2 separate regions of the Sus scrofa genome follow, and region 1 is linked to region 2. Evidence: chromatin contacts called from public HiChIP or PLAC-seq data. All regions are on one chromosome and are shown on one strand. The core of a region is the stretch at or near the end of the contact, and the rest is flanking DNA. Distances in the headings are between cores, read along the strand shown.

Evidence for each region. HiChIP or PLAC-seq counts read pairs in DNA pulled down with a chosen protein or histone mark.
Region 1: a contact with region 2 is called in an H3K27ac HiChIP or PLAC-seq map of alveolar macrophages. The contact joins the promoter of CISD2 here to the promoter of TET2 in region 2. A contact is called at or near these places in 1 of 5 promoter capture datasets (liver) and 1 of 2 datasets of contacts at active chromatin or transcription factors (alveolar macrophages).

Annotation. Positions count from the first base shown.
Region 1 is chr8:118,163,194-118,166,489 of Sscrofa11.1, reverse strand. CISD2 (CDGSH iron-sulfur domain-containing protein 2) reads left to right here and starts at 1,795. Exons shown (of 3, transcript XM_013989389.2): 1 at 1,795-2,012. The coding sequence starts at 1,910. It overlaps LOC106504757 (a long non-coding RNA gene), which reads right to left and starts at 1,696. Exons shown (of 2, transcript XR_002346468.1): 1 at 1,526-1,696.
Region 2 is chr8:116,545,650-116,548,792 of Sscrofa11.1, reverse strand. TET2 (methylcytosine dioxygenase TET2) reads left to right here and starts at 1,817. Exons shown (of 11, transcript XM_013978993.2): 1 at 1,817-2,292.

The DNA.
Region 1 (3,296 bases), core at 546-3,045, 1.6 Mb before region 2:
GAAGCCAATCACAGAAAAACTACATAGAGTATAATTCTTTTTATATGATGTTCAAGAACACGCAAAGCAAGACAGAACAGTGGCGGCGGTGATAGTTAGTAGGTACATAAAGAAGTTCTATGGGGTGTTTGATATATTCCGTATATTTGGATTTGGGTGTTGATCACATCGAATTGTACAGCATCTTACTATGTTATATCTCTTAATTGAGGTATACATTTTTTATTCCTTTAAAGAAAAACTTCTTAGAGGACTTAAGAATCTCACTTAACACAGCTTGTTTTGTTCTTGTCAAGACAACAAAGACTCTAGTTAAGAAACAAACTTTTAGTGACCCCCAAGCTTTTCTTACACCTTATGGCCCCTTGACCAACACATGCCTGACTCAGCCATCTCCCCAACAAAACAGGCTCAAAGACTAGGATGTCTGAGATCATTTTCAGGATAAACCCATCAAACCAAAAGTAAGCTCCCAAGAGGAAACTGAAAATAAATCCTAATGTAAACGCCAACCTTTAAATCATTACTTTGTATACCATCTTCTACACTGCTCTAGCTCATGAACATGAACTTGTATCTAAACACCTTCATAGAAATTTTCATTGTCATTTTACTGTGACAGTTTGGATCGAAGTAAAATGATAGAAAATCAGTTTATCTAGGTTTAAACTAACTCTCTTACTGATAATTTTTTTTTAGTGAAGGACGACCACAAATATTAAACAGTCCAAGGAATGAAAAGTTGCTTTAAAAATAATTTCTTCACTTTCACACTTTAGGATGAAAATACTAATGGAAAAATGAAAAATAAAACCTGTATAATCACAACTGGCTGTTACATTAAATCATACAAGATGAAATATTGCACATTGCACAGTTTGTTATTGTATGTTGTTAGTCAAGTGGGGCTGAGCACTGTAAAGTGGCAGTGTATTGAGATACACAACATGCAATCAGCAAGTGCGTTACTTTGGATATTTTACTTCAACAAAAACAAGAAACAAAGGCATGTCAAGGAAGGTGCTTCAAGAGACTGAAGCTGTCTCCTTTCACCCTTTAATTATTTTTTTCAGGTGCTAATAAAAATAAATAAAAATTGAACATCTCCACCGACACTTGCGATTGTAGCAGAAGCCTTGCAACATAAAATGAAGGGAACCATCAACCTTTAATACCCTTTTACACTTTCGTAGTTTTAGCCAACCTAAACAAGAACTGATCTGCAGAAGGAGCTGAAATTATCCAAAGAAAGACTCTCACGGGTCTCGACTGAGAGTGGCAAGGAGCCTCAGAGCAGCGTTGCACTAAACAAACAAGGGGCAGAGCTGGAAGCAGTTCCTAGTTTAGGTAAAGTAATTTTAACTTCTTTCTTAAAGCCCGGCCTGAAGGAATGACAGAGCGAAATAAGGCACCGCGAGTGTAGAGGGGAAAGATGCGCTTAGGTGAATACAATCCTGGGGTCGCGGCTGGGAAGAGGCCGAGATGAGAGGAGTCGAAGTAAAAAAAGATGCCAGGAGAAACTCACTTTTGAAAGGCACCATCCAGTTACAAAGCACTCTCACGTGCTTTATCTCATCGGACACAATATCCTTTCTGCGGGCCTCCAGCGTCCGCAGATGTTAAAGGCCCACTGTGAGGGCCCTCTGCAAAACCGAGACTCCAAGGCCGGCCTCGCTACCCGTCAGTTCCCGCGGCCGCCCGTGCCCCCGCGGCACCCGCCGGGCGCGCACGTCACTCGCCCACTGCCAATCGGCACTCGGCAGGTCACCTCGGCTTGCGGGCCCGGAGCCCCGCCCCAGCAGGGTCCAGGCCGCGAGCGCCGGCGGGCCGCTTCCGCTCTCGGCGCAGGCGCGGCAGGTCGGCCCGAGCGCGGCTGGGGTCGGGGAAAGAGAGGACGCCGCGGGTCAGGATGGTGCTGGAGTGCGTGGCCCGGATCGTGAAGGTGCAGCTCCCCGCGTATCTTAAGCGGCTCCCAATCCCGGAGAGCATTACCGGGTTCGCCCGGCTCACAGGTAATGCCAGCCTTCAGCCAGTCCCCATCCTTGCAAGTTTCCAAGGCGGAGGGTGGGGGCGGGAATCTAAAAATCTACGGGCTGAGGGGCGGGGCGGAGCTTGGCGGCGGGCGCGTGACCCAGTGATCCCGCGCTCCGAGGGAGGTGGGCGCGCGCAGATACAGCTGCCTGGGATCTTGCGTGAGGCCACTTCTCGGTACCTGGCGACATCGGGTGCTAATCCTGGTGGCAGTCTCCTTTGTCTTCTGTGGTGAGAGCCGGCTATTTGCAGAGAAGGTGCTGAGTTGGGAACAGTCCCATCTCTTTCATCTCTCTCGTTCCCTGCTTGTTTATTTTAGAACACGATGAGTCTTCGTTATCCAAGGCGCTGTGTGCCAGGCCGTCCCAGCTCTCATCTGTGGGTTTTACCCACAGCGTGGGGGTGTGAGTGGGAGGGAGAGAAACGTAGACAGACGTGTAATAGGTATTTGGAAGTTTTATTTAGTAACCAAGTTAAAAAAGAAACTCCTTTCCCGTAGGGGAGCGTTAACCTACCTTGGGGGCATTTGAAGTCAACTCTACTGCTATGGGCCTGGAGGCAGTTTAGGTAACTGGAGTTGGAGGAAAGATATCTTGGCTAGTATGATGGACCAGAAATAAAGGTTTTGTTGGCTTCTGAGCACTACAGCTTAAGCGGGGTATTTGTAAACCAGTCTCAGGGACCGACTAGGTTGACGAGGGGACAAAACGTATTGATAAAGCAAACACTGTCCTATCAGGGAATGTAAGCATGAATTAAGACAGTTTTGAGGTAAATAGGGTTGCTTATCGTGGAGCAGTCTGGAGACCTATGATACCTGACTTAAAATATAGTATTTGGGTTTTTTTGTTTTTTTGGCTTTTCAGGATTGCACCAGCGGCATATGGAGGTTCCCAGGCTCGGGGTCCAGTCGTAGCTGTAGCTGCTGGCCTATGCCACAGCCACGCGGGATCCAAGCTGTGTCTGCAACCTCCACCATTAGCGAGGCCAGGGATCGAACCCACCACCTCATGGTTTCTAGTTGGATTCGTTTCTGCTGCACCAGGACGGGAACTCCAAAATATAGTATTTGGAACGCTGATGGAAGAAAAATAAAATTTATTCTGTGCATTCCAAAAGACAGAACTAGAGTCAAATTATTGAAAGTTATTTGAAGAGGGATTTCAGATCCAATACAAGGGATCATTAATTTTTTTAAATTAGAGAATACTTTACCCAAACATAGGTACTTTGAGAGCTATGCCCTCTCAGAGGTTTAAAAAAAT
Region 2 (3,143 bases), core at 568-3,067:
TCAATAATTTAAAGAGTTATGACTAAATGTTTTATCTCTTGGAGTTTTTTTAAATAGGCATTCTGCTTATGTTAAATATATACCTTTGTATGGTGTGCAGTAATATCATTAGACAAAAGAAACAAGGCCCCTTCATAGCAATGACTGCTGTGCTGCTTCAAGGTCAATTGTCTTTTAAGTACTCAGAGAATCTTTATATGTCATACTTCAGAAATATGTTTTTGGAGATGGGAAACAACAGGCTATGATTTAATGTTTTTGTTAAACCACCATAATTCTTTCAAAGGAGTATGTATCACAACTATTTCTCTATGTTAAAGAGAAAATTAAGTCCTTAAAGAAATTTCCTATTCTCCAGGTGGAGAGGAAATTAAGAATCACCTATTTTTGCTGTTGTTAATACAAGAAATTTGCATTGTAAAGCAAGCTGCTGTTGCCAACTCTTTAAAGGACAGAGCATACAGGAAGCTGCCTCCACCCTAACAGGCTTAGAGACTGAGCAACTAAGTTAGACATCAGGTGCCCAGGCCAATCAAGTCAAATTTCTAACACAAAATAGCATGTCGTGGAACCTGTTCTATTTGTCTCCCCCCGCCCTTCACCCCCAATAAGAAAGCAAAGATTTTTCTGTGTAGGAGCAGTACTGGTCTTTCTAGTTGGAGGAAAAGTGGTAAGGAATTTGGTAACAATTTACTGTTGTTAAAACAACAAATTATCTTTTAAAAATAGATTATCCACACCTATAGGAGGAGGAATCTCTAGAATGCACAAAATAAAAGCTGGCTCTGAATTACCCATCCAAATGTGCACTGAAGTGCAGCAAACAACTGATCATGTGCAACTACAGCTTTTCTTTCCCAGAAATAGCAACTAAGAAAGAACTTTTTAAAAATCAAAAATATATAATTTCACTAAAATGTTTTACACTTGGAGACTATTAGAATTTTATTTATTTATTTTGCTGTGGAAAAGTCACAATAACCAACAGGAGTAATGCATTTTCTTTTAAATTAGCAGATGTCATGGTGGTTAAGGGTGGGGTGGAGGTTCAGAGAAAGAAGTTGGCAAGAAAAGGTTCAGGGCCTGTTGCAAAATCAACTGCTAGCCAAGTGTGATTCCAGCTATATGGGAACTACCTGTTACAACAGAAAGAAGGGTCTAAAAGATGAAATGAGAAGGGAGTGAGCTTAAGCATCATTTTCCCAATTATCTTGTAAATAGCTAAGGGAACACGTAGGTGTTTCTATCAAACACACGTGAATACAATATTTGCTACATGTACTTTAAGAAGACAATGATATAATTACTTGTATACTGCTAGTGAATCAAGGAAAACCCCTGAAAATAGATGGCTTATGATTGGTAATAGTAATAACTACCTGGGCACTTACCAGTTGTTTTATTTAATCCTCACAACCACACTGTTTCAGAGGGTGTTTAACAGATGAGGAAACTGATACACAAAACAGCTAAGTAGAATGTTCAAGGTCACACATTTAGTAAGGGGTGGAGTCAAGATTCATCTAGGTCTGTCAGACTCCAAAGTCCACGTGGTCCCAATTCTGCTGTACCATGCACTATACGAATGTACATCATAGTCTTTGAAAACTTTACTTTTTGAACTTGAAAAACAAATTACAAGGCACCTCCTAAACAGTTTAAAGCCTCCTAGCAGTTGCCAAGACTTCAATGACGTATTAGTGTGCAGTTAGAAAAGACAGAAATTCATTTTACATGCTTAGGGAAACAAACAGTTTTGCTTAGACTAGTGCGAAATCAAAAATCTAAGTCAATTTGTCTCAAAATGGAATAAACAATGTTTCACTAGAACCTACTTTAAACACTTTTCTCGTAACAACATAACACATTAGAGTTCCTTTTTTTCCAGCCCTTTTCAAAGAGGAAATATTCTAATTTCCTAAAATTAGAGAAAGACTTCACTTCTAAAAAAAATTATGGACAAAAAAGTGAACGACACAGAATAACGTGTGTTGACTTAAGAGTATCATGATCACAATGTAGCGATCCCGTAAAAGATGTGCCCCAAATATGTATTTGAAATTTGATAAAAGTGAGAACTTCTTAAAGGTAGAGAGCAAATCTCAAAAACTGATATAACGATTCACGTGGGCTTTGTTCTTTGTCTCATCGTCACATTAAACATATGATTGTGCGGAAAAGCATTAAAAGAGAAGTAAAAACGACTAGGCGATAGAAAAGAAAAACTGTCAATGAATGCGAGCAGTTGTAGACTACGAACGTCAGGAGAAATCGAGTGATCGCCTTTTGGAGGTTAGTTGTTTATGGGTCGATTTCTTCATTTCTTAATTATGAGACTGAATTTTTTCTTTTTCCAAAATAGATGCTCTTAAGCACTTGAAAGTGCAGGTTTATTTCTTACAAACTGAATCAAGCGAGATGTAGATAGTCGCTGCTTAGAAAGCCCTCTTGGATCTGCGTGAATCCTTCCCAGCCCACGTGGCCAAAGTAAACAGAAGGTGGGCCGGGGCGGGGAGAAGCGGGCCTCGGTCAATTTCCTAATTTGTCGAGTCTTTAAAACTACAGACCCCTAAAGCACTAAGGGCATGCCCTCGAAGAAACTCGGGAGTGCTTCTGCTGAGCGAGATTAAAGGGACTGTGTAGAGAGGATGCCAAAGCGGGGGCGAAGAGGGGCTGGTGGACCTACCAGGGGGTGGGGTGCGGGCTCGAGCGGGCAGACCTGGGTGCGCGCTGGGGTGCGTGAGGGCATACCTGCCAGGAGGTGGGAGTCAGGGAGGGTGCCAGGCAGCAGGGGGGTGTGCACCTAGTCTAAGGGGGCGGAGGGGAACGGCACCAACAAAAAGTTTCAAAGGTTAAGCTAGGGTCTTGCATCCTCGTGCCAGGGACACATGCCGCCTCCCCCTTTGCGCCTGCCTGGAGCCTTCACCCGGGTAGAGACCTATCCGAGGGTCCCCGGGGAACCCCGGGTCTGACGGCGGCGTCGTCCGGAGGCCGGACGTTCCCTGGAGCCCGCGCGCTCCTCAGAGCGCAGCGCTTCGCCGGCTCGCTCCCCAGTCCCGGCCTCGACCGCGCGCCCCCACGTTCGGCTCCAGGTGCCGCCGGCTTTTGTGCGGGGAGCCGCGGGGCCGGGGGCCGATTCCCGG